Linked DNA regions of Mus musculus: regions 2, 3, 4, 5, 6 and 7 are each linked to region 1. A link is a contact called in public Hi-C, HiChIP or PLAC-seq and promoter capture Hi-C data. All regions are on one chromosome and are shown on one strand. The core of a region is the stretch at or near the end of the contact, and the rest is flanking DNA. Distances in the headings are between cores, read along the strand shown. Region 1 holds the start of Tshz2 (teashirt zinc finger family member 2). Region 2 holds the start of A630075F10Rik (RIKEN cDNA A630075F10 gene). Region 3 has its middle 24 kb from the start of A630075F10Rik. Region 4 holds the start of 9430093N23Rik (a long non-coding RNA gene). Region 5 has its middle 70 kb from the start of 9430093N23Rik. Region 6 has its middle 40 kb from the start of AY702102. Region 7 holds the start of Zfp217 (zinc finger protein 217).

Region 1 (3,841 bases), core at 59-2,558:
TCAGGGGCCGGGCACCCGGAGCGGAGCCATCTCTTACCTGCCGCCCGCTTGGGTGCCTGCTGTTTCCTCCTTGGCATCGCTCTACTTAGCTCCAGTCTCACTTCTGGCGCCCCAGCCCCGAGCCGCGCGCGGGGGCCGCAGTCTCGCTCGTCTTTCTGTGGCTCCTAGGACGTCACTCGGCCTCTGTCCCCCTGAAGATCCCCCTGCCAGCGCTCCAGCGCGGGGCCGGAGACCCCCTCTCTGGGTGGCAGATATGTGGCTCGCGCCTGCTGCTTGCAAGTGGAGGTTGGTTCTGCCTTGTTTGTTTGTTTGGTTTTTTTTCCCCCTCTCTTTTTGTTTTGCTTTTGGATTTTTTTCTTTTTTTGGTTTTGCTTTTTGCTGTTTTTTTGGTGACTGGTGAGACACTTGATTTCTTTATTAAACATCCAAGACGGGGTTCAGATGGCAGGGATGAGGGGCGCACACGCGCCACGCGCACACTCGCGCTTAAAGATAAGGGGGGAAACAATCCCGGGAAGACAGTGGATTTCTTCTTTTTCTTCTTCCTTCTCTTTCCCTCCTCCTCTTCTTCCTCCTCTTCCTCCACCTCCTCTTCCTTTACCACCTCCTCCTTCTCCTCCTTCTCCTTCTCCTCCTTCTCCTCCTCCTCCTCCTCCTCTTCCTCCTCCTCTTCCTCTTCTTCCTCCTCCTCCTCTTCCCTGATCTTGATGGCGGATTCGCGCTGGGGAGAGATCACTCACTGTAGGTTTGTTGTTGCTGTCAGATCCCCGTCTGTGAGTGATATGCGAGAGGACAGGAGCGGGTTTGGGAAAGACAGAAAATCTGGAATTCACTCACACACACACACACACACACACACACACACACACACACACACACACACACACCACACATACGCACACGCACGCTCGCTCTCACACACAAGCACTCTCGCTTACACACACACACACACACACACACACACTTACACTCACACTCCCCACATATGCTCTCTCTTACACACACACACACACACACACACACACACACACACACACACACACACACTCACACACACACAAGACAGGGCGAGGCGATGCCAGCAAACATCGATCCCGGCTGAACAAACTGAACATTAACAAACTCCTCCTCTTCTCCCTGCGACCTGATGACAGGGAGAAATTTACTCCCCAGCCGCAGAGCGCCAGGCAGAGGGAGTCTATTAAAGGGACAGTGTCCCGCCTGGGAGAGGAGCTGGAGAAAGAGGACCCAGCCGGCTTGGCTGCAGCCCTGGAGGCACCCACCTCCTCCTCACTGGGGCAGTGGAGTGTCCGCCTGTCTAGATGCCCCTCCAAGAGGAAGAAAAGGGGGAGTGGGAAGGAAGGGGGCGGGGCTCTGGCAGAGTTGGAGACAGTTAGAGTTGGAGATTAGAAGGGGACAATCTAGGTTTGCTTGGGAGACAGATTAGGGGGATGGGACTATATCCAGTCTCAACCTGTTCTCCAGCAAATAACCTCCTCTCACTATGTAAGTTCACATTGCTTTAACTTCCACCTTCTTGGAGTATTGGGATTTTTTTTTAAACTTCTGCTTCCTGGGCAGACTAATTACATAACCTTCATTGTGTTTCCTTCCAATGCTGATATTTATTGAGCACCTATGGTGCACCTGTTATACAGTCACCACAGTGACAGAGAGTGGGGAAGTCCAGATTGTGGCTGTTATCAAGGGTGAGAGGAACAACATCTGAAACAACTTGCCCCCTGGTGGTGTTCAGTCACTTCCCAGAGGTCTACCTTGCTGAAAATTTGATGTCCACCTTTCTCTATTTGCTTTCTCCGCTGGGCTCATCAAGGAAGGTGGATGCTGTGCACAGCTCGCTCTTTGGGTAATTGCCTCAGATCTCACTAGAGTATAAGTTCTTAGGGAGTTGTGCCCTCGTTTATCGTATTCTATCTCCCAATGGTGCCAAACAGAAAACATAGAGCTCCACCCCCAATAGTGCAATAAATGAAGAGGAAGCAGGGCATGCTGGGAGTACAACTTCAGAGTGGCCCGGATTGGTTAAAACTGAGTGTTGTTTTGGGGCTGAAAGAGGAGTCCATTCTGGAGAGTCTATTGTAGCTGAACCCGGTCTCCCTGGGTACCACTGCACACGGGGAGGTAGGTACCTTTCAGCACGTGTGAACAGGATGACCCTGTCCTGAAGACGCTTTCCTTCCTTCCAGTTGGGTAGAAAGTCAATGACAAGTGGGAAGGCAGCGGAAGGAGGTAGAGCTAGGAGCCTAATGAACCTGATACTGGGCATTGAACTCAGGGCACCGTACATACTGGGCAGGCAAGACATCATACATGCTGGACAGGCAAGGCACAATGCATGCTGGGTAGGCAAGGCATAATGCATGCTGGGTAGGCAAGGCATCATACATGCTGGGTAGGCAAGGCATCATACATGCTGGGCAGGCAGTCTATCACTAAACTATGTTTCTGATCCTCTTCATTTTTTTCTTAAATGTTGAGACAGAGGTCTTGCTAAGTTATTCAGGCTGACCTTGAACTCATTCTTAGATAGGTCTTCAAACTTGGGATCTTCTGGTCTCAGGCTCCTGAGTAGCTGGGCTGATAGGCCTGAGACACAGACTGTCATGAATCTGGAGTATGAAGAAGGAAGGATGTTTACCAAGTGGGGCTGCCTGGGGCAAGTCACAGATAGGTTCTAACCTTGGAGAAGGAGGAAGTTGGGTGACAAGGAGACTCTTGCGAGGGTGGCCCTTGGTGTAACAGTAGAAGCTCCTGGTTCGTAGCCCTCCAAGCCCACAGAGGCCTTTTTGAGGGTGTGCTCACCTTGGTGCTCTGAAGCAGGTTTTGCATCCTTAGATCTGTTTACAGTTTGGGCCACACACTGCTTACTGGAGATGAGTGTGGTCCAGTACAATGCAAGGTGCTTGCTTGGCAGCATCCAGGCATCTAGACACCAGGCCCCTCCCTCTGCTCTGATGACAGAACGTTTCACAGACATTGCCCAGTCTCCTCTAGAGCCCAGATTTTCCCTGCTTGGAGACGGATCACCTCGGATTTTCTAGACAGGAACCTTGCTGCATATGGGCCTTGTTCTGGAGTTGATACATTGAGCACTTGGACTCCAGTATCTCATGCAAACCACTTGCTCCTTACAGTCTGAGATCTTCTGCCCAGAGACCACCTTCTTCTTCTTCTTCTTCTTCTTCTTCTTCTTCTTCTTCTTCTTCTTCTTCTTCTTCTTCTTCTTCTTCTTCTTCTTCTTCTTCTTCTTCTTCTTCTTCTTCTTCTCCTTCTCCTCCTCCTCCTCCTCCTCCTCCTCCTCCTCCTCCTCCTCCTCCTCCTCCTCCTCCTCCTCCTTCTCTCTCTTCAGGAGTCAGACAAAGTTAATGCTGCTGACTTTAAGATCAAAGCATACTTAGATACAACTGAACAGCACTAGGGGTGATGTTGCTTCTGTGGCCACTGTGATGGACTCTCATCTGGCTCCTCGCTCCTCCCCACTATGTATCCACTGGTAATGAGGCTTGACCAGTGAAACCTCAGATGCCTCCCATATGCCCCTTACCTCTTGCCACCCTGACCCTTCCTCACGGGCAATTAATTACCAGCTATGACTAGTTCAGTGCAGTCTTTTTCAGCAGTACTTTTGGGCCACAGGAAATATAGCTCACCGGGCCCTACCCATCAGCCACAAAGTGCTGTTATTGTCACTGCTTGCAAAGTACCAGTTAGTCATCTTCAACAGCCCCACACAAGTCTCTGCCCCACACGTGTAGTACAAGTGATTACATCACCTGGCCTAAACCACCCAGACAGCTCCCACCCCTTATTACAGCCTAAT
Region 2 (3,977 bases), core at 1,018-3,517, 440 kb before region 1:
TCTCCTGGAGTTCAAGTCATTTCATTTTTTCTCTCCAGGAAGAAGTTTCTAGAAGCTTCATAGGCTTGCCAAATGAAGACAGGCCCGGTGTCTAGAAATATACCAAGAGCCGTGTGCACGCCGCGGTGCCTGCTCGGATCTTGTTTTCTGCAGAGAACCATTAACAGCTGTCTCTCAGCAGTGACATTCACAGTTGCCAAGTGACAATTCAGGAGTCTAACCAAATTTATCAATATTTTTGTCTCTCGCCTCCCACCTCACCCCACCAGAGAAATTGCACTAACAGAACCGTATAGATTATATGCGAAGCAGCGCATTTATTCTTATTTTTGTCTTAGGAGGAAAATGATTACCCAGGAGTCCAGCAGCGCATTGCATCCTCCCAGGCAGATCGGGAGGTCTGAGTTTGCGTTTGGTGGGTTTCAGAGGATCTGAATTATGTAGCTTTCCTAATAACCCCGGGTTGGAACAGGCGATTTTTATCAGCTTCTAGAACCCCCACCCCATGCTAATGTATTATTCCCCCCTCCCTTTTAATAGAGTCTCGCTGTTGAAGGACAGCGCTCAGTCGAGTCCACCCTTCAATCTTAACGCATCTGAAGATGGTTCCCTTTCCAGCTGAGTTCCGTTCATTTCTGGTTGAACAGGTTAAGCAAAGACAGACCTCTCTGTTCTCAATTCACTTTACGATCCTCCCATCATAAAAAATAATATCAGCACCTTGCTTTTCATGTCAGAACTACCTCTGAGCCGCTGTTCCCTGTGCCCGTGAGTAAATCCCATAAAAGCGGTCCCGTTGTACTGTTGTTATTTTTCCTTGTGGGTGATTGATGGATGGATGGGCGCTGACACTTCAATGAAGCTATTTCGACTGCCATCTCAATCCGATGATGTGAGGGGTATATTTTCCGTCCATGCCTCATTACTTCAGAATGACATTCCTGGAACTTCATTTACTTTCCCCTCCTTCCCTGAAGCACCATATTTTTCCCCATCTAGGTTATGCATACCATAAAAAAAAAGCAATTTGCTATTATATGTGGCATAAGGGTAACGCTTTCCTTAGGAGGTAAATAAGTTTTTTTTTTCCCCTTCAAATTTTATTTTAAATCCCAGGGTTGAATTTAGGGATCATGTCAAAATTTCCAAGACATTTCCAACAGACATCCTCTATGATAAATGGTGAAAAGGATATATTTGGCTTCATTTTGTCAGTTTTTTTTTTTGTGATAACCTTGGTAATTAAAGCAATAATGCAAAATGGTCGTTTGTTTCAGAGTGTTGTGCTGAGATAGTTTAAATATTTCACCTATAGATGAGTAGCAATTTACAATACGATCCAGACTTTGTTGTCCTATGAGAATAAAGAGACTCATTATTTAAATAAAATGATGGCTTTATCTATTATAGGTTACTCTCCATTGTACAGAGAATGCTCAGCTAGAAGAAACCCATCTTCCCCTGCATTTCCAAACTGTGTACTAGGTCTGCGAGACTTTAATATTAAAACATGCTCTCAGCTTTTCCAAGTTGACTTAGGACCTGATTTTAATCTGTGTAATACAGTATTCCCGTTAATAATAACGTGTAATTAAGACATCCGTTAAAAATCCATAACGTTAATTTAATGGAGAAAATCTAATACAGTTCTATTGGAATTTTTACGTTAAATTAACTTTAACGGGCTTTTAATGGATGTCTTAATTAGATCTCATTATTAACGGGAATATTCCACAAATTAAAATTGGGCCCTTAAAGTTTTAATGAAAAAAGTTGCAGGAATGCGTTTAAAACGGACACCCTGTTTTCATGCATTCTGCTGGTTAGGAGGAGAAGTTGCGTTTGAGAGGCAACAGGTCCTGCAGGAAGAGACTGCCAGCGAAGTTGGCCGCTTTCCCTCTTCTTGCTCTCGTAGAGTCTCTCAGGTTCTGCTCTGCACCCTCCCTGTGGCCACGGTCGTCTGACCGTGTGCATGCTGGGAACTAAGCTTACAGACTGCCCAGTATAACCTCACCGAGCGAGCATGCACAGGACAAAGCCTTTGGCATCCACATGGTTAAGCCTGCCTATCCCAACAACTTTCCCAGAAGATGAACATGGTCGGGAGGTTTTCTTGGCTCAAACTCTGGTTTAACTTTATAACTCCTCCACTCTGCTGTGATGAATGGCTCCCTGGTGCAGGGGCAGGACTAGGCAAGCCAGGTGCAACCTTAATTGTTACACTGAACAGAAACATTTCCTTTAGACAAACTTTCCCAGGGGGGTTATAAATAGGAAATGGCTGTTACCGCGAGAAGCTCGCTCCCAAGAGCAGCCCACTCCGACATTAAACTAGGAAGAGTGATTGGCCCCCTCCCCTTCCTGTTACAAACAGAGAAGAGAAGGACTGCGACACTCCCAGTCATTAGTTTTCTTCAGTGGCACTTTGTTTCTTTCGGACAGTGAAAAGAGGCCCTCGGAGATGCGACAGTCCCCTTGCAGTTTATCAATGAAAATCTAATATCGTCCATAAGGAGAGAAGTGGAAATCAATACTTCATTACCAAATTGTTAGTGAGGATGAAGAGAAATGGTTGGTGGGATTTTTTTCTTTTCCTTTTCTTTTTTTCCCCCCTTTTCTTTTTTTTTTTTTTTTCTTTTTGGCAGTCTTCGTAGAGTCAGGGATCAGGAGGAGGTCATCACTGAGTCCAAAGTCAGAAGCAAGGATGCAGCAAAGAAGAAGAAGCGCTGAGAGAGGGAGATCCAATCTGGAAGGAAGATCCAGGCTAAGGCATTGTCCTGCGGGAGTCAGAAGAGAGAAAACAGGGTTATTTCCAGAGGAATAGCATGGACTGTGTCTTGCTGGCTGGCTGCCCCTGTTTGCTGCCTATTGCTGTGATGAAACACCGAAAGCAACTTAGAGAGGGGAGGGTTTGTTTACATGGCTTACACTTCCACATTACACTCCATCACTGAGCAAAGTCAGGGAAGGAACTCAAGGCAGGAACCTGGAGGCAGGAACTGAAGCAGAGGCTGCGGAGGAACACTGCCAGTAATGGCTTCTTCCTCGTGGCTTGCTCTGTCTGCTTCTTTATATAACTCAGGACCACCTCCCCTCTCCCAGGGGTGGTACCACCTACAGTGGAGGTCAGAGGACAGCTGTATAAGTTCCAGGGTTCGAACTCAGTCATGAGACTTGGTGCTTACTGAGCCCTCTCACTGGCCCCTGTCATAAAACCATTTCTATACAGAAGAGACGTACCCGGGCTCATACAAAGCATTAATCCATCCACAATGTCTAAAAGGCAGAAGTACCATATCAGTGGATGCCTGGATAAGTAGGATACAGAGACACATGCAATGAGATCCCACTCAGCCTTCAAAAGGAAGGGCAGTCAGACTATTCTACTACATGAACGCACAATGAGGAACTTACACTAGGTAAAAAGAGGCAGCCACAAAAAGGCAGACACAGTGTCTACCTGATGCGTTTTTTTTCTCCCAAACATTTGTTTATTTTATGTATGTGAGTACACCGTTGCTCTCCTCAGACACACCAGAAGAGGGCATCAGATCCCATCACAGATGGTTGTGAGCCACCACGTGGTTGCTGGGATTTGAACTCAGTTCCTCAGGAAGAGCAGTCCGTGCTCTTGACCACTACTGAGCCATCTCTCCAGCCCCTGCCTCATACATATAATGGCCACAAACTTTCAGTTTTGAAAGGTGACAAACTCTGGAGACGACATTTTTGGTTATACACTACTGTGAATAGATGAAACAGTACCAAGGCATATGCTTAAAAATGGTCAAAATTGTAAATTTTATATTACATTTATTTTAATATAATTAAAAATATGTAATCTCTTTTTTTCACTATAGAGAATTTCTGGAGAAACGGAACTTCTGTTCTCCCAGGCGGAGAGAACACTCATCCACGGTCAGCTGGACCTTCTTCTACATCCTTTTTTTCTGTGTGTCTTTGCGAGCCTTTTTTCC
Region 3 (3,847 bases), core at 628-3,127, 460 kb before region 1:
AGAACATAGCATTCACTGTCATAACTGTCCGAAGTGTACAGTTTTGTAAGTGACATTACTCATATGTTAGAGTCTATGTATATGTGCTTCCCTCTGTGATGTTGGTATTTGAATCCGGGCTCTTCCTTGATCATGTCAGGCAAGTGTTCCCGACCACTGAGCTATATCTCCAGCCCCGTGTTTGCTTTTTATTTTGAGAGAGCATCCCATCAAGTTGCCCAGGTGGGCCTTGAACTTGAAATCCCCTTGCCTCAGCTGCAAAGTAACTGGGGTTCAGGCCTCCTCCACTTGTCCATCCTGAAGCCTAATGACTTCACATCTCAAGCTATTATAAATGATCACAAACTGCTATATTTTATACAATATGAATCTACTATCAGAGACTGCCCAGTCTCTTCATTTTGAAGTCAGAACTTACTTATGTATCTGAGTACTTGAGACAGGGCCTTACTGTATCACCCTGGCTGACCTGGAACTTGCTATGTAGACCAGGCAAGCCTTGAGCTCCTAGAGGGCTGCTTGCTTCTGCCTCTCAAGTGCTGGGATTAAAGACACCGGCCATCTCTCTTGGCTGTTATGGAGTGAGTGTTTCTCTGTGCAGTCCAGACTGGTCTTGCATGCTCTGTGTCGCCTGGCTGGCCTAGATCTCGATTTTCATCTCTTAACGTCTAAGTACTGGATTTACAAGTCTTTGCCCTGTGCCTGGCTCTGGATCCGGGCTTTGGCAAACGTTTCTGCTGTCTCAGAGATGAGAGACAGATGTACAAATACTTCCTCATACCCTTCCCCTAAGAGTAAGCTTCAGGCTGATCAATCCAGAGCGATGGGCTGAGTATGAAGCTTAGAAAGCCATGTATAAGACCCTGAGAAAAATGTATTTGTGTGCCAGGAAGCGGCGGTGCACACCTTTAGTCCCAGTGCTTGGGAGGCAGAGGCAGGTGGATCTCTGTGAATTCATGCTCAGCAGAGTCAGGAGGTGGAGGCAGGAGGATTGCCACAAGTTAGAGCCCAGCCTGAACACATTGTGAGTTTCAGCTAGTCAGAAGTCAGGGCTTGCATAGTGAGACCCTCTATTAATGTGTGTGTGTGTGTGTGTGTGTGTGTGTGTGTGTGATATATATGTATGTGCATTATATGTATATATTCCGTATCTGCTTTCTGCTTTAGTGTCTGTACTATTTATGTGATGCAATGCCCTCACCAAAGCAACCGAAGGGAGAAAGAGTTTATCTTGGCTCACAGTTCCGTGTTAAAGTCCATGGCATCACATGCTGGAGCTGGCGGGAGCTGGTGGGAGCTGGCCACACTGGATCAACACCCATGAAGTACAGATCGATGCTGGCGCTCAGCCTGCCATCCCTACCCCATGTGTTTTTCTAGAGGCAGGGTCTCACTGTGTAGCCCCAGGTCGCCTCCCCACTGTGTAGACCCCAGCCTTGGCAGCTCGCCGTCTCCCCTAGCATGGCTGCCCTTTTGATTATTTTAACAAAATACCAGATTCAAACCACTTAAGGAAGGAAGGGTTTTATTTCTGCGCCCTGAGGGAACGGTGCGTCACAGTGGGAAGAATGGCTTTGGCCGTGGTGGCAGAAGCGTGAAGCCACTTGCTGCTTCTCGGCATCAGGAAGCAGAGCTGGAGCAGGGAGTGGGACGGGGCAGCAGCTCCTCAGCAATCGCCTCTGACCCGCGAGGCCCCATCTCCGCTGTGTGCCACACCCCGAACATCGATGCGTTAGGGACCACGTGTTCACACACAGGGACCTAAGCGGGGGGGGGGGGGGGAACTCCTCCCCCCAGCCACACGCCTTCCTAGCAGCCGGGACGGTGTTAAAGATGTTTCCAGATTCTGTAGAGAGTGGAGCGCAATCTTCTGGACGGGACACGGTGACACAGTGCAGTGCGTGACACAATGCAGACCAGACTGGACCCGACTGGACCTGGCCGGACAGAGCCGGTTTCGGAGACTAGCCACTGAGATTCTGCAGTTCTTGCCTTGACCTATGGGTGACTCGGGAGCAGCGAGGAACTGAAGTTCCCGCTAGTGGTTGTATGGGTGCCATTTTGGAAGGGGATTGGGCACCACTTTGGAAGTTGTTCTTTGACCCATAGTGGCGCCTTCAGATGATGCTACGTCATAGGACCTGGAGATTCTGCCTCCTGAGGGACCCTCGGGAGAACTACCTCTGATTTCCTGACTCATATTAGTAGGGAAGTAATAAAGAGTTATCATTTTATGTGCTGAGTTTTGGGGAACTCTATTATGTAGCATTAATTAATACAACATTTTCAATGGGACATGTCAAAGCTGAATTTCTAATCTTCACTTTGCAAACAAAACCCTCCCTGTTCAGGAAACAACCGTATCAGTCTTTTAATATTTTTAATCTCAGGCTAAGACCTTGAAATCATTCTCAGAGCCTATCTTGCTTTCACAACACAAAATATGTCATAAACTCAATTGCCATGGTTCTAATTTAAAAGTGTATTTAAAATTCAATCGCGTCTTCCTATATTTTTAGTTGCCACCACCATCCTGGTCCACCCAGTATCCTTTACTCAGGATGTTATATCAGGTCTCTACCCAATCTTCCTTCCTTAGTGGCTCTCCTGAGAGTCAGTTCCAAGTGCAGCATCTGGCAGCATCCTTTTAAAAACATTGACAGGGGTGAGGTTGGGAGGTGGTGTCATTGGCAGTGTTTGCTAGGTAAGCATGAAGACCTGAGTTCAGATTCCCAGCACCCATGGACAAATGGACTGTGGTGACACATGTTTGCATTTTAGCCTTGGGGAGGCAGAGAGAGAGAGAGAGAGAGAGAGAGAGAGAGAGAGAGAGAGAGACCCAGACCTGGATAGCCAATCTAACTAAATAGACAAAGCTCTGGGTTTGGTAGGAGACCTCCTCTCAAAGAATAAATGGTGACTAGAGATTGAAGAAAACACTTTGGCCTTCACATGCAAGTACACACATGTGCATGCACACCTTTATGCACATGTGCACACACACACACCCACACCCACACACACACAGAGAAAGAGAGAGAGAGAGAGAGAGAGAGAGAGCATCATAAAGCAGAGAATGTCTGCCCCATTGTAGTTACTCTTCTTCAGATCTGTCCTCTCCCTCCACTTCTTGGATCTTTGGTCAGATGCCACTTCTTGGTGAAGCTTTTTGTGCTCCGGGACAGTCTTCAGTGTTTATTTAATTTACAAATTTATGTCCTTTCTTATTTTCGGAACGTCAGTGTCTTAGGGTTATTATTGCTGTGATGGAACACAATGCCCAAATACATCTTGGGGAGGAAAGGGTTTATTTGGCTTACATTTCCATTTAACAGTTCATCACAGAAGAAGTCAGGACAGGAACTCAAGCAGGGTGAGAATCTGGAGGCAGGAGCACGGAGGGGCGCTGCCGACTGGCTTGCTTCCTGTGGCTTGCTCAGACAGCTTTCTTATAGAACCCACACCACCAAACCAGGGTGGCACCACCCCTAATGGCCTGGGCTTTTCCACACCAGTAACTAGCTAAGAAAATACCCTACAGGCTTACCTGCAACCCAATCTTACAGAGGTGGCTTTTTTTTTGGGGGGGGGGTCTCTCCTCTCAGATGACTAGCTTGTGTCATAAACCTAGCAAGTACAAACAAATCTCTTTCTTTGTTTGTTTCTTCTTCCTTCCTTTCTTCCCTTCTCTTCCCCCCTCCTTCTTTCTTTAAGACAGGGCTTCTCCATGTAGCTCTGGCTGTCCTGAAACTCAATCTGTAGACCAGGCTAGCCTTGAATTCACAGAGATCCACCTGCCCTTGCCTCCTGAGTGCTAGAATTCAAGGTGTGCACTACCACTGCCTGG
Region 4 (4,085 bases), core at 433-2,932, 400 kb after region 1:
GATGGTATGTGAGAAAAAAAATGACCTCTGACCTCAGGTTGACCTCTGACCTCTACATTCATGTGCACTTGCACACACGCATGAACATCAATACCACACAAGCACTCACACATGCACACACGTGTTAAATTACCTCACAGGAAGGGTAGTGAGAGAAGCTAGGGCATTCGGCGTTAGTAATTACTGACTGCGGTGCTTAGAACAGGGTGTGGCACAGAGCAGGTCCGCAGTAAAAACTGTTTGAATAAATGAATGAGGTTCTTCACAGGGCAGTAAAGGCAAACCTGAGTCTGTTAATATTTCCCCCCATGACAGTAAAGATCTCCAAAGTCATTTCCTTTTTAAAATAAATACATATTTCTGTATGCCTCAATCAGCATATACGGGATACCTGCTGCATGTCAGGATTCCTGTGGCCAGTGCAGGAAAAGTATCCTGAACTAAAAGGCAATCCCCAGCCTCACAAAGCTTACAATCTAGTAAGGAGACCAACAATGGGTGCAGCAAGTATGTCCTCAGCAGAACATCTCAGGACAACATAAACCATGATGAAAGTACCAGAAATCTCCTGGAAAATATTTTTTTCACAGTGGTGGTATCTCTTTTCCAAAAAAAAAAAAAAAAAAAAAAAACCTAATAATAAAAAAAAAATTGATTGTCTGTGCTCTGAAAAATAACAGCCACTGTAAATTCGGCAAGTATCTGTGGCCAGCTCACACTCACAGCAGCCAGAGAGGGAGGCTCTGTTTACATGGGGATCTCTTTCCTGAGTGGAAAAACAGACAGCAAATAATATATTTCAGGATTAATTTAACTTTTCAAATTACAAATTCATTGAAAACCCCATCCGCAGCAGGGCGATAACTCACAGTGCCACCAGACTTTAAGTACTGCAGCAACGGGCTGGTGTTAAACTCCTCACACAGACCTCTTAAAAGATGGCCGCCCTGGGGTTTCTATCAGGCCTACACGATCGTATATTGAAACCTGGCTTATTTACTTCTATGTTTCTGAAGTACCATTAATCATTTTTCTAAGATGGCCGGTGAATTCCATAATTAATAAAACGCAAGAGCTCAGGAGGGGAGCCCAGAGAGAGATGAAGTAAGACACACTCTGAAAAAGAGTGTCACCAAGGTACCAATGAAACCTTCATCTTCAGAGACTGGGCCCAAACTGAACAACTATAAAACCAACTGTTTTTCTTTCCTCTTCTATTTTTTTCTTAGACATTCATTAACACTCACGTTACTCAGGCTGAGGGGTGGCAAGGACTGGGGAGCAGGAAACGCCCTCATTGCTTTAAGGTCTCCGCAGCCTGCCCTTGAAGATGGTTGTCTCTAGGAGCGATAGTCTGTCCAGGTTTCTGCTCCAATTCCGCAAACCCTTTTCCTCCTGCCCCATCAATTAAGCAAATGGTTCATTAACAGCAAGCATCTGAAATCTTTAGAACCTGATTGAGCACAGCAGCATCAAGCTGTCTAGGGTGGCGACTGCTTAACCATCAAATGGGCTCACTGCAGAGGCGTTCCTCTGTTTGCAGTAGATGCAAGCCAAAACTCGGGCGTCCATCGACACATCCTCCCATCTGTAGACAACCACCCTGGCATCCTTCTGATGGAGAAAGCATGATTTATCCAGTGCTATATCCTGCAGCCATTAGACCAAAGATTACAGCTCAGCCCAGATGAAAATGGAGTCTGTGGGTATTCCTAAGACAAATATTTAGGCACCGACAAGCTCTGTTTAATATTAACTCATGACAGAAGGCAGTCAATTTCAGCTAAGTTCATGCCAAAATCTATTTGAGTTTTACAAACTACTTCCCCCACCCCAGAATTATAGGCTAAAAAGTCAAACAAAAAATGAAGCTTCCCTAAAACTATAAAGCTTTAGATCTGGCAGGGCTTCCAGAGAACAGATTACCCAGGATTCCACTTGGGTAAGCGCCCAACCCTCCTGGAGATGAGATGGTTCGACTAGGCAAGGCTTTCTCCTCGATCTCTTGCAGTTCCTCACAAAGGCAGCTAGTATTCTCTAGCTGATCCAGCAACAACCAGCCAGAACCGGAGAGACAATATCCCAGAAGAAACAAGTGTTCCGTCTGGCTATGCCCCTCTCACCTCACCACTCTCATCTGCCCACAAGAGCATGTGAATATATAGAAGGGTCGCCCGTGGACCATCCTCAGTGAGTGTCAGGGATGAGGGCTACTTCTCCCAGTTCTACCATATTTATTCTATTAATGTCACTCTGCGCCGTGTCACTTCATGGGGAAACAGAAAGCATCTGTGTTAGTCAGGGTTTCCATTGCTGTGATGAGACACCATGACCAAGACTACTCTTATAAAGGAAAATCTTTCATTGGGGACTGGCTCACAACTTCAGAGGTTTAGTCCATGACCATCATGGGGGAAGCACGGCAGTATGCAGGCAGACTTGGTTCTGGCGGAGCCGAGAGTTCAGTGTCTTGACCTGCAGGAAGCAGATGGAGACTGTCTGCCACACCAGCATACCTTGAGCATATGACCTCAAAGGTCTGCCTCCACAGCGACACACCTCCTCTAACAGGACCATACCTGATAGTGCTACTCCCTGGTATGAATTGGACAAGGGCAGTGTTTATATAGGAGTTCTTTGGGGACGGGGAGCAGCCATTCCTGGATTCGCCTCTCCACACCCTGGACCTTCCACCTCATTTGTTGACACTGCAGGAATGTTCTCAGACCCTCCCTCTACTTTGTTTCCAGTTTAGGAAGACAGCGCTTGTCTACAGGGAGGGGCTTCATGCCCTACCTTTCTGCCACCGGTCTATACTATAATCACAAGCACAGGTGCCACTCGCTGAACACATAGGTGGCTATTCACGCCACTCGAGAGTCCAGGCTTTCCCTGCTGTGGACTCCCTTTGTAAACTTTGTAAGCTCTCGAGGCACAAAAGTGGCCGGGCCCTCCCTTGAGGAGCTCCTGCAGCCAGCCCCCTCCCCCAGACCTCCCTAACAGTCATAACGGTGTTTCCAGCCTCTGTAACCCTCACAAAGTCATCTCCAGCCCCTCAACAGGACCATCCCCAGACTATGCTAATTTTAGGTGAAAAGTCTGAACAAAACCCACCAATCCCTGAGCATGAAAACCCACCAATTCCCTTAACAGGAAAACCCACCAATCCCTGAGCTCCCCCAAGAGCAGGACTTGAAATCCCACCAATCCTTACCCTGAAAAGCTCCAACCTAGAAAGCTCCACCCCTAAGAATCCCTATATAAGCACTGCTCTTTGTCCAATTCTCCACTGTCTGCTCCCTCCTGAGAGCATAGGCAGCCATTCCTGAATTTGTCTCTCCACACCCTGGACCCTCCAATAAATCTCTTTTCTGGGATTTGCAGCCTGGTGTGACTCTCTCGCTGGAAGAAGACAAGAAGCAATGAAGAGAAGAAGGAAAGAGAAGGAGTAGGACTGAGGTGCCGGAACCTCTCAGCTAAGCTGGGGATCCCTCCCTCAGGAGCTGCTATGCCTCTGCTGAGGAGGCTTCCTCTCAGCTGTGTGGCTCCTGGGATTCTATCTCAAGATGCCTTTCCACTGGGACACTGTCCCACCTCAGAGCTGTGTCCTGGGCTTCCAAGTCCCAGGACACCTTCCCATACAAGCAGAAAGACCAACACACACGCATGTTCCGAACAGCATCTTCATTCTTTCCTTGGAGCTCAAAGTGGAACCCAAGCAACACTGCATGCTTCCCATCCCACAAAGGCAAAGCTCAGGCATTCAGCAAGCAGATGAAAGTGACGACACAGCCAGTGAATGACAGAGAGGAACCCTGAACTTGGAAACCGTGGGTTCAAGCCCTTGTCTCGCAACTGTATCCCCGGCTGGCTGGCAGGTGCTTAGTTAAGCCTCTTTTCTGCTGACATGTGTAAAAATGACTTCAGACATCATATATCACGAAGTCCGGAGCAAAAGAACACAAGAGAGACTTGCAGCTTGGAATGGGTTAATTTTCTGATTGCACTGAATTTTTTAAAAAAATGAATTCTTTGCACTTTTTAAAATGTGGTGGAAAGTGTATTTCCCAGCATATAGTAAAAAC
Region 5 (3,799 bases), core at 391-2,890, 470 kb after region 1:
AGACACGCTTCAGCCAGGGTAGCATTGACGTTTATCCCAATGCAGAACTCACCACCATATTATTTGCACACCAGAAGCACTCCTTGCTTTACAAAGAGATCCTTCTAAATATTGAACTCCCGGGCGTGTTGAGCGTTTATAGATAAATCATTTGCCACATAACTGAGCAGCCTGCAGGCGTAGACACCTCAAGATGAAGTGTTATTAGGCAAGACCAATTGAAGATCAATCAGAAATTACAATAAGCATGGTGGTAATTACAACAAAAACTAATGGGAAGAATGATTCTCACAAAAGTTTACCAGACACCCAGGCTCACACACACACCTATAAAATGATACAATGGGGGGAAATCCATAAGAAGCTGCTTGCTTTGCTTTTTTCATTGATGCGGTTACGACATGAGAACATAATATTCAGTATTTCTTTGTCTAATCTTGGCTCCTGCTTGCTGTTTGAGTACTGTTGGCTTCTTAAAGATTACTTTTGCTCATGTATGTGTGTGTGGTGGTATATGGTCAAGAATGCGGGTGCCTACAGAAGCCCGAAGGAAGTGTCAGATCCCCTGGAGCTGGTGTTACAGGCAGTGGAGACACCCAGTGTTGATGCGGAGAATCGAACCCTAGTCCTCCGCAAGAGTAGCAAGCTCTCCTAACCGTAGAGCCATCCCAACAGCCCCCATTTGCGTATTTTCGCTTTTCAAATGGCACAAAAACAGCATGTCCCCTCAGCACGCCACGCTATTGGGCAAAGCATTTAAACTTTTGTGCCTGTGGAATTATTTTTTTAAGCCTTTTAGAAAAAGCTACTCATTAAAATGTAAGGCAGAGAAGCATCCAAGTTTTTTAACTTGAATGTTGAATTTGAAAAAAAAAATTACACAAAGCTTTTGGATTGAACATCGTGCTTTTAGCCTCTGACAACATGGCAAGCTTGCAGCGTTTCCTGGAAGGTTCTCCAAGGCTCCGAAACACCTGAAGGTTCCTCGCATGCTGAATGAGTTGGCAGGGAGGATGCTGGGGAAGGGAAAACACCAGAAGGGGGAAAGAAAGAGAGAGGGTATCTGCTAGATTAACCTACCAAAGATCAGATCCATTAGCGGGGACTTTATCGAGTCTAAAGCAGAGAATGCTTCGCCAGGATAATTAGCAATACTGGCTTTTAAAAGGGAAAGTCGGGAACTAAAGAGCAGGCTGCTGTTGAAATTAAAGATGGTATCTGAGCCATTTACAGCAATTTACGTCATAGCCACCGATACCATAAACACAGAGGTCAGGCGTCCATTCCTGGCTGTCTACGATGGGTCAGCTGTGAAAAGCCATGGAAAGCAGACTGCGCTGGGCGCAGATTGATGGGCGCCACGGTGACTGTGCTTTCAGAAATGTGGGTACATTTTCCATAGTCACTTGTGGCAGGGCAGCTGTGGCTCTAAAATGACAGCTTTCAGATTCCAGAAGAAGCCATGAATTCTACTCTTCATGTAGATATCCAAATACCCTGGCTTCTAAGCCCTGGCATATAGAATAAACTGGCAAGTCTCAATATATGTGCGCATGTGTGTGCAAGTACACGTGCTCCCACAGTGAACATCGTGATCCTGTGTGCATGCACGTGTGTACACACATGTGCAGACCAAAAGACCACGTCACATGTTCTTCCTTGTGAGGTGTCTTTCTTCTTTTTGTAACAGGATTTCTCACTGGCTCAGAGCAAGTGGACCAGATGCTGGCTGGCAAGCAAGCCCTCGGGATGGTCCTGCCTCTGCCTTCCCAGTGTGGGCATTGTGAAGATAGGCCTGACTTTGTTATGTGGGTCCAGGGGCTTGAACTCTGGTCCTCAAGCTTGTTGGACAAGCATGACACAAAATAAGTCATCATTCCAGCCCTGGAGTTAATTTTTAAACTACGAAAATTTTTAACTACTGTGTCACGCAAACAAAGCATAGCTGTAGGCAAGAATGACCCATATCTTACCTGATCCCACTTCTTGAATACCGCGAAGGGGGAGATGCCCTGGCATTCTCTGCGGGGCATAGAATTTAATAGCCTTGGCCTTGGGAGAGTCGTGAGGTTAAAGAACAGCCCTCAGGGCAAGAGAAAGGTTAGGAACCGTTCAGCTATACCCTCCATGCTCCCGAGGGCCAGACACTAATGTCTCCCTTCTCCCCTCCTCAGCCTCCACCTGACACCAGAGGGAAGCAGCTTGCAGTGTGCTGGCTTTCCATGTGGGGACTTGGGTTCGTAAACTCGAAGAGAATTCTTTTTTAATCTCCAGAGTTATCTTTGGCAAAAGAAATAAAGGTATCCCCTCTAGCTAGCTCTTGTCCCAGTTTCAAGTAGACAGATTCTTTTTTTTTTTCCCCACCAAAGAACAACCTAGTAAAGGAGGGCTAAGGGAAGGTGCTTGTCCTGCCTCAACCATGTTAAGTAAAACAAGAATCAGAGAATCAAAACGTGCCTCTGATAAACCCCAATCTTCCAGCCTCCCTTCCGGCTCCTTGACCTGGCAGATGTCGGGAGAAATCTGCCCGTCTGATAATTTTATCTGACTAGCATGAGGATTTTGTCTTGTTTTTAATTGACCCTTTGAAAGCATTGCACATACACACACACACACACACACACACACACACACACATGTTGGCTAAAACACCCCAGCATTCCCACCTGTCCCAGGGCCAGCAGAGCTCACGCGTGTGTTCCTCCTCTGTTCCGCCTCAGAAGGCATCTGTGTTGCTGCCGTGGCTGTCTTTGTGTCTCTGTGTTTCTCTATCCTACTTTTACTCCACTTTATGCAAAAGGAAACCAATCTCCAGATAAAATCCCCAGCAGTGGAAATGTGTCTAACTACAAAACTAGACCTACTCTGTGCAGCAGTGGAAATGTATCTAGATAGATAGATAGATAGATAGATAGACCATAGATACACAGATACAGACATAGATACAAGATACAAAGATATATAAATACACAGAAACATAAATACATAGAAAGATTGATACATACATACATAGAAAGATATATATAGATAGATAGATAGATACAAAGAAAGATACATATATAGACAGACAGATAGATGAATAGATAGATAGATAGATAGATAGATAGATAGATAGATAGATAGATGAATAGATAGATAGATAGATAGATAGATAGATAGATAGATAGATAGATAGATAGATAGGTGATAGACACATAAAATGCTAATAGATACATAGATATGCATAGATAGATAGATAGATAGATAGATAGATAGATAGATAGATAGATAGATAGATAGATAGATGGATGGATGGATGGAGATAGATAGATAGATAGATAGATAGATAGATAGATAGATAGATGGATGGATGGATGGATGGATGGATGGATGGATGGATGGATGGATGGATGGATAGATGGATGGATGGATGGATGGATGGATGGATGGATGGATGGATGGATGGATGGATAGATAGATAGATAGATAGATAGATAGATAGATAGATAGATAGATAGATAGATAGAGTCTGCTTTCACTAATTTAGCCCAGCACAACATATGTTAATATTGTCCTTTGGAGAGCCAGGTCACAGGTGTGGCAACTGTCCTCTTCCTGAATCTCATAACCACACCAAGCTGAGTTTGCTGACTCCATATTGAAATACATGGTAACTCCAGCCTTTGCTCACCATCCTCACTGTCCAGCCGCCGTGACACAAGGCTAAATCAGCAGTGACTCTTGATTTCCCACTTCTGCCCTTTGCTCTATTTCCCCCCCCCCAACCTCCAACTTAACCATGAAACATAGACACTTGCAT
Region 6 (4,077 bases), core at 1,063-3,562, 370 kb before region 1:
CTAGGTGCCCTACAGGCAGTCTCTGTCCTCTGAGAGAGAGAGAGAGAGAGAGTCAGGCTTCTCCAGGGAGGAGCCCTCTGCTCTCCTAGGTTATCCAATCCCAAGTTGTGAGCCCTGAACGTAAACACACGGGAGCAACACTAAGTGGACTCAGTAACCACTCACACCACACACACACACACACACACACACACACCACACCACACACACACACACACACACCACACACACACACACACACACACACACACACACACACACATATACCACACACACCACACACACACACACACACACACACACACACACACACTTTTCAGGAGAAGAGGTCATGAGTTTGAGAGGATCACACAACACCCACACTTTCCCTTTTGTCAGTTTGACTAACTCACCCACCTTGCCCACCCCACCCTCCTGGAATGGATGAGAGACGATCCTAGTAGTGAACAGCACCTAACGTCACAAGCTCACCTCTCAGTTCCCTCCAGAATATACGCCAAGGGTCAAATTATCTTTAGTACTACAACGAACATCTTCATGCATATATACATATCTGTGTGTGTGATTCTAGATGTATTAAGACAAGATTCTGGAATATTAAACTATTGAATAAAATCTGATAATTACCTAGAGGCTGGAGGGATGGCTCAGTGGTTAAGAACGCTGACTGCTTTCCCAGAAGACCCAGGTTCAATTGCCAGCAACTATGTGGTGAGCCACAACCGCCTGTAACTCCAGTCCCAGGAGATCCAACACACTCTTGGTCTCCATGGACACCTCAGGCACATGGTACACAGACACACATGAAGATAAAACACCTATACACATAAATAAAAAAACCCATAAAATACTTATCTTGCTATTTTAATAGTGTTGTATTTAATAGTATTAAATATTAAGTGTGCCCATTACTGTTGATCAGTAACACAGTGATGAAGTCTCCAGGGCATTCTACTTCTCCTGCTCACTTTTTAAAATCATCATTTCACTAATTCATTAATCAATTCATTCATTCATTCAGAGACAGGGTTTCTCTAGGTAGTCTTGGCTGCCCTGGAACCAACTGGTTTCATAGACCAGGCTGGCCTTGAACTCACTTAGATCCACCTGACTCTGCCTCCCGAGTGCTGGGATTAAAGGTGTGTGTCACCACGCCCTGCTCCACCACCCATTTTTTGAAAAAATAAAGTTTTATTGCAGCACGGCACTGCTGGCTCATTTACTTATTGTCTATGGCTATTCCTGCTACGCTGAAGCTTAGTAGTTACCATGGAAACCATATTGGCTGGCAAAGCCGAAGATATTACCATGTGGCCCTTTATAGAAAAAGGTCACCGGCTTCTGCTGTAGCTAAAAATCTGGGGACAAGGGATGATTCTGGCAAAATTTTATCGGGACAGATATCCCAAGCAGAGGTGTGTGGAGTGTGTACCCGAGGGAGAGAGTTATAAGGTACATTGTAGCGAACGGGTGCAGGCTTTCGATTTTCTCTCTTGTTCAGAGGAACAGACTGTTGATGCCTAAGGTGCTTGCTTGGGTTTTCAGGGTGGGTGCGCACATGATGATACCCACCCCTCTCCTTTCTGCCACTGCCCGTTTTTTCCGGGGCTCTTAGAATGCATCTTGAGTCGATAACTTCCTCCTGAAACTCCCTGTGTACACAGAAAAGCTGTTCTATTATTCAAATTCTCCAAGATCAAGGACGTGAAATGAAGGCTGCCCCTGGCCCCATAAGACATCCGAACAAATCTCACGGCTTCCAAATGTGACTGTGTCACCCTGGGATTAATACCAAGTAATCCAGTTTCAGCATCAAGACAGCGAAAATAAGCATTTACTCTCCCGGAAAATCATTTTATACTGATTACAAGTTGTAGCCTGTCACTGTGACGGGAATTGAAAATGTGTACATTTGCGAGGTTAATATTTCTCTCTAAAGCTGCTTTCTCCCCCGCCCCCACCTGCTCAAAAGGGACGGAGCTCGAAGTAAACATTTGTCCAGAGACAGCCGCCTACTGACACATGGAGTCCGAGCGACCTTTTCATTTACTCGCTGGACACCGCAACAGTGAGAAACAAAGTAGCCATGGTCACTGCTGTTCACAGCTCAGGCTAGATCATTCCGTCCTGAGGGCTGGCTCTTAGCAGGAGAGAGCTTCAGCCTCGGCCCTGGCTTTATGCTTGAGATGCCAGTCGAGCCTCCTCCTTAACTGTGACAATGAATGTGCCTTGCTGGTGTCAACCCAGTCTAAGCTAAAAGTGTTTGCTGAGCATGCGCGAGACCCAAATTCAGTTCCCCAGCACCCACGTGACGGCAAATGCCTGCAATCCCAGCATGAGGAAGTTGAGACTGGAGGATGCCAAGTACACTCTGGCTAGCCAGTCTAGCTAAGTCAGTAACTTCCAGGTCTAGTAATTAAAGGTTGTCTGGGTGTGCTGACACATTCCTTTAGTCCCAGCATCCACATGGTGGCTCACCACCACCCGTAATGAGATCTGACGCCCTCTTCTGGTGCATCTGAAGACAGCTACAGTGTACTTATTTATCATAATAAATAAATCTTTGGGCCAGAGCAAGCAGGGACTGAGCACGTAGGGACCGAATGAGTGGGGCCGACCAGAGCAAGCAGAGGGCTTAAATTCAATGCCCAACAACCAGATGAAGGCTCACAACTATCTGTACAGCTAGAGTGCGTACTCATATACATAAAATAAGTAAATAAATCTTTTTAAAAAGTTTAAAAAAATTGGGACACGAAAGAGAAAAAAAAACACCCTATGTTGACCTCTGACCTCCATTATGTGCATTGCATGCATTCACCCACACATGCACACAAACACAAGCATGTATTCACACACACACACACACACACACACACACACAGTAAATAAAACACAAATAAACTTACATTTATAGATGCTGAAAGCAGTAATTAGCCAAACCAATAAAGTACAGCCAGCAGTGTAGCCACCATCCACGTCCCCGCTCCACCTACATCTCTGCTTCAACTCTCTCAGCCCAAGGTAAAGCGTGCCGCAGTGTCTTCTCCAAACACCCCGAGTGGTTGGTTTTGTTTTGTTTTGTTTTGTTTTGTTTGGCCTAGTTCACTCACTTTACAGAGAATCACCACCTCTGGGAAGCCCTCCATGGTGACGTGGAGTTAGGCTCAGTTTCCCTCGGGCCTCTCTTGGGCACACAGTAAACCCACAATTAATTAATTAATTAATTAAAAATTTTTTTTTGTTGCACTGTATTGGGGACTGAACCCAGGGCCTTATGTATGGGAAACCAGCTTCTTGTAACCTGAGCCACATCAGTCTCCAGCTTCCCTTCACACAGCCTAACTTTGTCTGTCTGTCTGTCCATTCATCTGTCCATCCATCCATTCATCCATCCATCCATCCATTTATGGTAGGGTCTCTCTATGTAGCTCTGGCTGTCCTAGAGTTAATTCACTATGTAGACCAAGCTGGCTTCAAACTCCCAGAGACCTGCTGGCGTTTCTCCCCATGTTCTGGGATTAAGGGTTGCTCCATCAGTCCTGGAATGGCTTTAAATCTAAATCTGTTATTCTTGGCATTTTCCAGAGAAGTGTTTCTGTTTGCTTTCTTGTTTGTTTTGAGACAGGGTTTCTCTGTGTAGCCTTGGCTGTCCTTGGCTGTCCATGTAGACTAGGCTGGCTTTGAACTCACGTAATATTCTGCCTCCACCTACTGAGTGCTGGGATTAAAGATGTTAGCAACCACACCCTGTATTTCTATGTTTTTGTAACTGGCTTTTCTCCTGTGACTGCCTGGGTCTCTGATGTTGGCCTTATGATATATCCCTTAATGCCTGTGTCACTCCTGTGGACTAGGTTGTGGTAGTGGTTTTGGTGTTGTTGATGTTGTTGTTGTTGGTTGTATATGCATTTAATGTGTATTTTCCATTGAGCTTTGATAGTTGCAGCCAGAACTTTCCTTATCACTATTTGTTTTACTGATTTATCTGTTTTGAGGTGGGGTCCAGCCTGGCCTGGAATTCGCCTCGAAAATGCTAGGATTACTGACATATGTCACCTCATGTATTTTTATATA
Region 7 (3,733 bases), core at 865-3,364, 500 kb before region 1:
AGGGAAGGTTCTTTGTAATTCTTTGCTCAGACATCAGGATCTCATACAAACCTCTTAGCAGATAGATCAGGGAAGGCAAATCCCTTTCAATTTTAAGAGCTACAACATAGTAAGTCCCCCTCCCCCTTATTTGTGGTGGTGGGAGGAGAGGGATGAGAAACAGTAACAGACCATCTGATGCCAAAATGGCTTAACAGAGTATGGCTTTGTGAGGGCATGGAGAACCGCCCCCCCCCTCCCTTTCTTCCTTTACTCTGAAAATAACTCAGTAGCTACAAGGTCTGAGAGCCCGAGTCTCATTGTTCTTAGCCAAATGATTGTTTGTCAAAATATTTGATTGTTTCCCTGTTGCTGCTGAGACGTTTGGACTTTCCTTTCTGTCCCATCTCCACACTAGGGTTTTTAACTATCAGCTATTGTGTTTACAGTATTCAAGGCTTCAGAGTGCAAAGGTTATCCATTAACATGGGGACTGAAGCTCAACCTCTATCCACTTTACTTGGTCATAGTTTTCTTTGTTTTATAGCAAAGCTCCCCTCCCTCGTTTTTTTTTTTTTTTTTTAATTTGGGGGGGTCAAAGTTAAATGAAGTCTTCTGCTTATGAATGCTTGCTGAGCTGTTGCGTTTTGATCGTGAATATTTATAAGGCTTTAACCTTATAAATATTATAGTTTATGATATTTATAGGGTAAATATAATACTTTAGAGAAAGATATTAATCTGTGGTGAGAAAAGGAACCCTAGTACTAAAAATGATCAATATCTTCTGGGCTTGGATGAGAATCAGGGCTGGCTTAAGGATCTACTTCCAGCGATGCTAATTAATTGTGAGTAAGTAATTGATTCACTTCCTTTGAAAAAAAAGACTAACGAGACCATATGTGGGTTGGTAGTTCTATGTAAAATGACAGCAAAAACATTCTACAAGGCAGGTTCTTGCCCCTTGCTAAGCTGTCTTCTTGAATTCTTCTTCCTATTTATTAAGGACTGCGTTGCTTACCAGTTCCGGTCGGTTCTTTTTTGTCCCGTTCCCCCCCAACCCCCACGCTTCTTTTTGATTTAGGAAATGGGTATGTATGCTTTTCTTGATGTTTTCCCACTTTTTGATACACCGAGGGCCAGCTTGAAAAAGAAACAAACAAGTTGACTGTTCGGTGTTAAGCAATAAATCTATTTTACATTTGAGTTCATTTGCATTTTGGAGCAGAAAAATTATTGGATGTGATTGTGGCCGCCATAGTTCCTCCCTGGGGCTTGCTTAAAACGGGACATCAGTCCCAGGCCTTTGGAGTCAAACCTTTTCCTGTCTTATCTTCTTTCATCTTTAATACGAGTCAGGAACAAAACAGAAGGGAAACGCTTTAAGTGAGATGGGCATAAAGAAGTGTGTGGTTTTTGTTTTTGAGCACACTTTTAAGCCTAGTTTCACTCAAATGAATTTCTCTGCAAACTAAGATTTATTAGGTACCAAGTCCAAATTCAGATATGAAACTATAATAGAAACACAAGCCCAGGGTGTTAAGGAAGAAATAAAAAGGCTTTTTGAAGATAACAATTTAAGAGAAAATTTATTCTTTTTAGGTCTCGGACCTTCCTCACATTGACTCTCTGAAAGTGTTAACCTTCACAACACCTCAGAACACCGCTATCCTGTGAGCTCCCGAAGCCAGTGGCAAGGTTGGTTTATTTTTAAATTTTTATTATTATTATTGTTGTTGTTCGTGATTCTGGGCGACCGGGGAGTTGGGCAACCGGCCCCTCCCCTCCTCTTCCCTCCCCTCCCGGGGCGCACCTTGCAAGGGAGGGGGAGGCGGCGAGGGAGGACTGGCTGTGCGCCTGCGTGCTGCGTTTGCAGCCCCCCCCTCCATCCCCAGAATACCTGTCACTGGAACCGCCCGGGCGCGAGCGCGCCACGTTAGGCCGGATGGCGGGACACGGCGCGGGGCGCGCGTGCGCGGGAGCCCACGGGGTGGGAGTGGGGTGCGCGCGCCGCTCCGCGGGGCTCGCGCCTCGGGGGGTCCGAGGGGGGCGTGGCCCGCAGCGGTGGGCGGGTCGGGGACGCGCTTGCGCACACGCGCGGTCACAGAGGGGGCGTGGCCGGGGGCGGGGCGTCAGGCGGCGCGGCCGGGGGGGAGGGCGCAACAGCTGCTGCGAGCACTTTCTGCCCCAACAGTCCCCCCGCCGGACGCCGGCCGCCCGCCCGCCCGCGCAGGGACCCCGCGCCTGCACTGTCCCCGCGCGGACGAGTAGGGGGCGCCCGCGCCGCTCCCTCGCCCCGCGCCGGAGGTGAGCCCGGCCCCCCGGAGCCTCTGTGGGGGTGGGGGTCCCGGCGCCCGCGGCCGTGGGAGGCGGGCATGGCGCGGCCCCGTCCCGGTCCCCGCGCCGTCGGGGCTAGCGGCAGACGCACAAAGGCCGCGCCGCCTCTGCCGCTCCTTCAGCCCCGCGGCTGGGCGGTGCAGCCGGACGGCCGCAGGTAAAGGGGCGCCGGGGCCGCGTCCCCACGGCTGCGGCCGCGCGTGGGGCTGGGAGGGACGGCCGAGACAATGGCCTGCCCGGCGCGGCGTGGCCGTCGGGGGTCCGGGCCCCTGCGGGAGCTGCGTCCTGCCAACCAAGGAAGGTGTTCGGTTTCACTCCCAAACTTAGAACGTCCCGCAAACTCCCGTGGGAAGTTCGTGCGGGTTGGCGGGAGGCGGCACCGCACATCCGAGGGCGCCGCCCCGTGCGCCTCAGTTTAGCCTCAACGCGAGCGGGCGCGCAGTGAAGGGCGCCCCCGCCTCAGACCCTCGGCGCACGGGAAGCGCATTCTTGGGCGGGGAGGGTGGGGGTGGGGACAGCGGGCGGGGATTTTTCCCGAAAGGTTTGCTTCCTGAAGTGAGCCGAAGTCCCGGGGGCCCACTTCTGGGACCCCCAGTGGGGGCCGGTCCGCACTCACACAGTAGTAGAAACTTTTAAACTTTTTATTGTTTGGGTCGGGGGCTCGGGGTGGTCGTTCCCAACCTTAAGGGCTGTGTCCTGTGAGCCTTAGTTTCTTTCTCTGAGAAACAGGCATTCCTGAGCATGCGTTGATTAAGGGGCACCAGCTTGGGGTCCAGGGCTGTAGGGCACCATGTGTACCCCAGGATCCCGTGGCCAGTTTCCTGGTTTGGGATGGGTTGGAGCCATTAAGTTGTATGTTTTAAGAGGCCTAGGTCTGATTTAGTTCAGGTTGATTCAATTATGTCTTCATCCCTTTTGAGGTGGTTGAATAACTTGACATGAGATTAAGGCCAACAAAAGAGGAGGCAGGGTAGCCACAGCTGCTGGCCATGCCTGGCAACTAGGTAGGGGCCTCAGGGGGCCTTTCACCTCTCTTTGTAAGAGAAAAACGTCCACAGCCTTCTTGACTACTTTTCCCAGAGTAAATCGACCACCTTGGTACCAAATTGGATATCAGATGTTAAGTTTTTGTTTCGAGAAGGATTAGTAACAGGTCTAGTTTCAAAAAAAAAATTTTTTTTTTTTTTTTGTAGTGACAAGTGCAGAGAACTAACCTTACTGCTTTCTGTCTGGGGAGTGTATCTATCAGACCACTAGTTGGTGCTTAGTTACTGTGCTGAGAACTTTTAAGGTGTGTCCTTACTGGTAGATGACTTTTCCCCCTCCTGCTGGAGAAGTCGTATTTATTTTAGATACTGTTTTTTCAAACCTGTGGAGCCTGGTGGTATATTTAGGCTATCTGGTTATTTTGGTTTTA

What was found. Promoter capture Hi-C pulls out the DNA fragments that hold promoters and counts their contacts. A called contact is a pair of places that touch in the nucleus more often than the background predicts. HiChIP or PLAC-seq counts read pairs in DNA pulled down with a chosen protein or histone mark.
Region 2: an H3K4me3 HiChIP or PLAC-seq map of embryonic limb bud shows a contact between it and region 1, with 7 times the contacts expected there. The contact joins the promoter of A630075F10Rik here to the promoter of Tshz2 in region 1. A contact is called at or near these places in 9 of 39 promoter capture datasets (the 3T3-L1 cell line, cranial neural crest, embryonic stem cells and 3 more), 9 of 484 Hi-C or Micro-C datasets (cerebellar granule neurons, cortical neurons, embryonic fibroblasts and 2 more), 10 of 115 datasets of contacts at active chromatin or transcription factors (craniofacial prominence, embryonic basal ganglia, embryonic forebrain and 7 more) and 2 of 9 other capture datasets (adipose tissue and liver).
Region 3: a promoter capture Hi-C map of liver shows a contact between it and region 1, with 7 times the contacts expected there. The contact joins the enhancer-like site here to the promoter of Tshz2 in region 1. A contact is called at or near these places in 14 of 39 promoter capture datasets (the 3T3-L1 cell line, the HPC-7 cell line, cranial neural crest and 8 more), 21 of 484 Hi-C or Micro-C datasets (the N1E-115 cell line, adipose-derived mesenchymal stem cells, cardiomyocytes and 12 more), 13 of 115 datasets of contacts at active chromatin or transcription factors (astrocytes, cardiomyocytes, embryonic basal ganglia and 10 more) and 1 of 9 other capture datasets (embryonic stem cells).
Region 4: a promoter capture Hi-C map of liver shows a contact between it and region 1, with 5 times the contacts expected there. The contact joins the promoter of 9430093N23Rik here to the promoter of Tshz2 in region 1. A contact is called at or near these places in 7 of 39 promoter capture datasets (embryonic stem cells, frontonasal cranial neural crest, hippocampal neurons and 3 more), 3 of 115 datasets of contacts at active chromatin or transcription factors (craniofacial prominence, forebrain and neural tube) and 2 of 9 other capture datasets (liver and pancreatic islet).
Region 5: a Hi-C map of the N1E-115 cell line shows a contact between it and region 1, with 6 times the contacts expected there. The contact joins the enhancer-like site here to the promoter of Tshz2 in region 1. A contact is called at or near these places in 15 of 39 promoter capture datasets (the 3T3-L1 cell line, the HPC-7 cell line, cranial neural crest and 8 more), 1 of 484 Hi-C or Micro-C datasets (the N1E-115 cell line), 11 of 115 datasets of contacts at active chromatin or transcription factors (craniofacial prominence, embryonic basal ganglia, embryonic forebrain and 8 more) and 2 of 9 other capture datasets (embryonic stem cells and liver).
Region 6: a contact with region 1 is called in a promoter capture Hi-C map of liver, with 4 times the contacts expected there. The contact joins the enhancer-like site here to the promoter of Tshz2 in region 1. A contact is called at or near these places in 4 of 39 promoter capture datasets (embryonic stem cells, liver and second pharyngeal arch cranial neural crest), 4 of 115 datasets of contacts at active chromatin or transcription factors (embryonic basal ganglia, embryonic forebrain, embryonic hindbrain and 1 more) and 1 of 9 other capture datasets (adipose tissue).
Region 7: a FOXA1 HiChIP or PLAC-seq map of pancreatic cancer cells shows a contact between it and region 1. The contact joins the promoter of Zfp217 here to the promoter of Tshz2 in region 1. A contact is called at or near these places in 3 of 39 promoter capture datasets (hippocampal neurons and liver), 1 of 115 datasets of contacts at active chromatin or transcription factors (pancreatic cancer cells) and 1 of 9 other capture datasets (adipose tissue).

What each region holds. Positions count from the first base shown.
Region 1 is chr2:169,629,976-169,633,816 of GRCm38.p6, reverse strand. Tshz2 (teashirt zinc finger family member 2) reads right to left here and starts at 1,308. Exons shown (of 2, transcript NM_080455.3): 1 at 38-1,308. The coding sequence starts at 77. It overlaps Gm34294 (a long non-coding RNA gene), which reads left to right and starts at 3,339. Exons shown (of 2, transcript XR_003953971.1): 1 at 3,339-3,841.
Region 2 is chr2:170,069,068-170,073,044 of GRCm38.p6, reverse strand. A630075F10Rik (RIKEN cDNA A630075F10 gene) reads left to right here and starts at 2,267. Exons shown (of 3, transcript NR_033634.2): 1 at 2,267-2,548. It also overlaps a transcript of Tshz2 not described here.
Region 3 is chr2:170,092,516-170,096,362 of GRCm38.p6, reverse strand. No RefSeq gene overlaps it. Among named protein-coding and RNA genes, the nearest start is that of A630075F10Rik, 24 kb to the right of the region's middle. Within about 2 kb of position 1,877, at least 5 of the 459 cell types and tissues checked have an H3K27ac peak or open chromatin away from gene starts, as enhancers often do. A contact at or near this core is called in liver, where this site is marked.
Region 4 is chr2:169,232,435-169,236,519 of GRCm38.p6, reverse strand. It overlaps 9430093N23Rik (a long non-coding RNA gene), which reads right to left and starts at 1,682. Exons shown (of 2, transcript XR_001783623.1): 1 at 1,248-1,682.
Region 5 is chr2:169,162,477-169,166,275 of GRCm38.p6, reverse strand. No RefSeq gene overlaps it. Among named protein-coding and RNA genes, the nearest start is that of 9430093N23Rik, 70 kb to the left of the region's middle. Within about 2 kb of position 1,640, at least 1 of the 459 cell types and tissues checked has an H3K27ac peak or open chromatin away from gene starts, as enhancers often do. A contact at or near this core is called in the N1E-115 cell line, where this site is marked.
Region 6 is chr2:170,001,041-170,005,117 of GRCm38.p6, reverse strand. It overlaps a transcript of Tshz2 not described here. Among named protein-coding and RNA genes, the nearest start is that of AY702102, 40 kb to the right of the region's middle. Within about 2 kb of position 2,312, at least 44 of the 459 cell types and tissues checked have an H3K27ac peak or open chromatin away from gene starts, as enhancers often do. A contact at or near this core is called in liver, where this site is marked.
Region 7 is chr2:170,129,601-170,133,333 of GRCm38.p6, reverse strand. Zfp217 (zinc finger protein 217) reads left to right here and starts at 2,114. Exons shown (of 6, transcript NM_001033299.3): 1 at 2,114-2,286.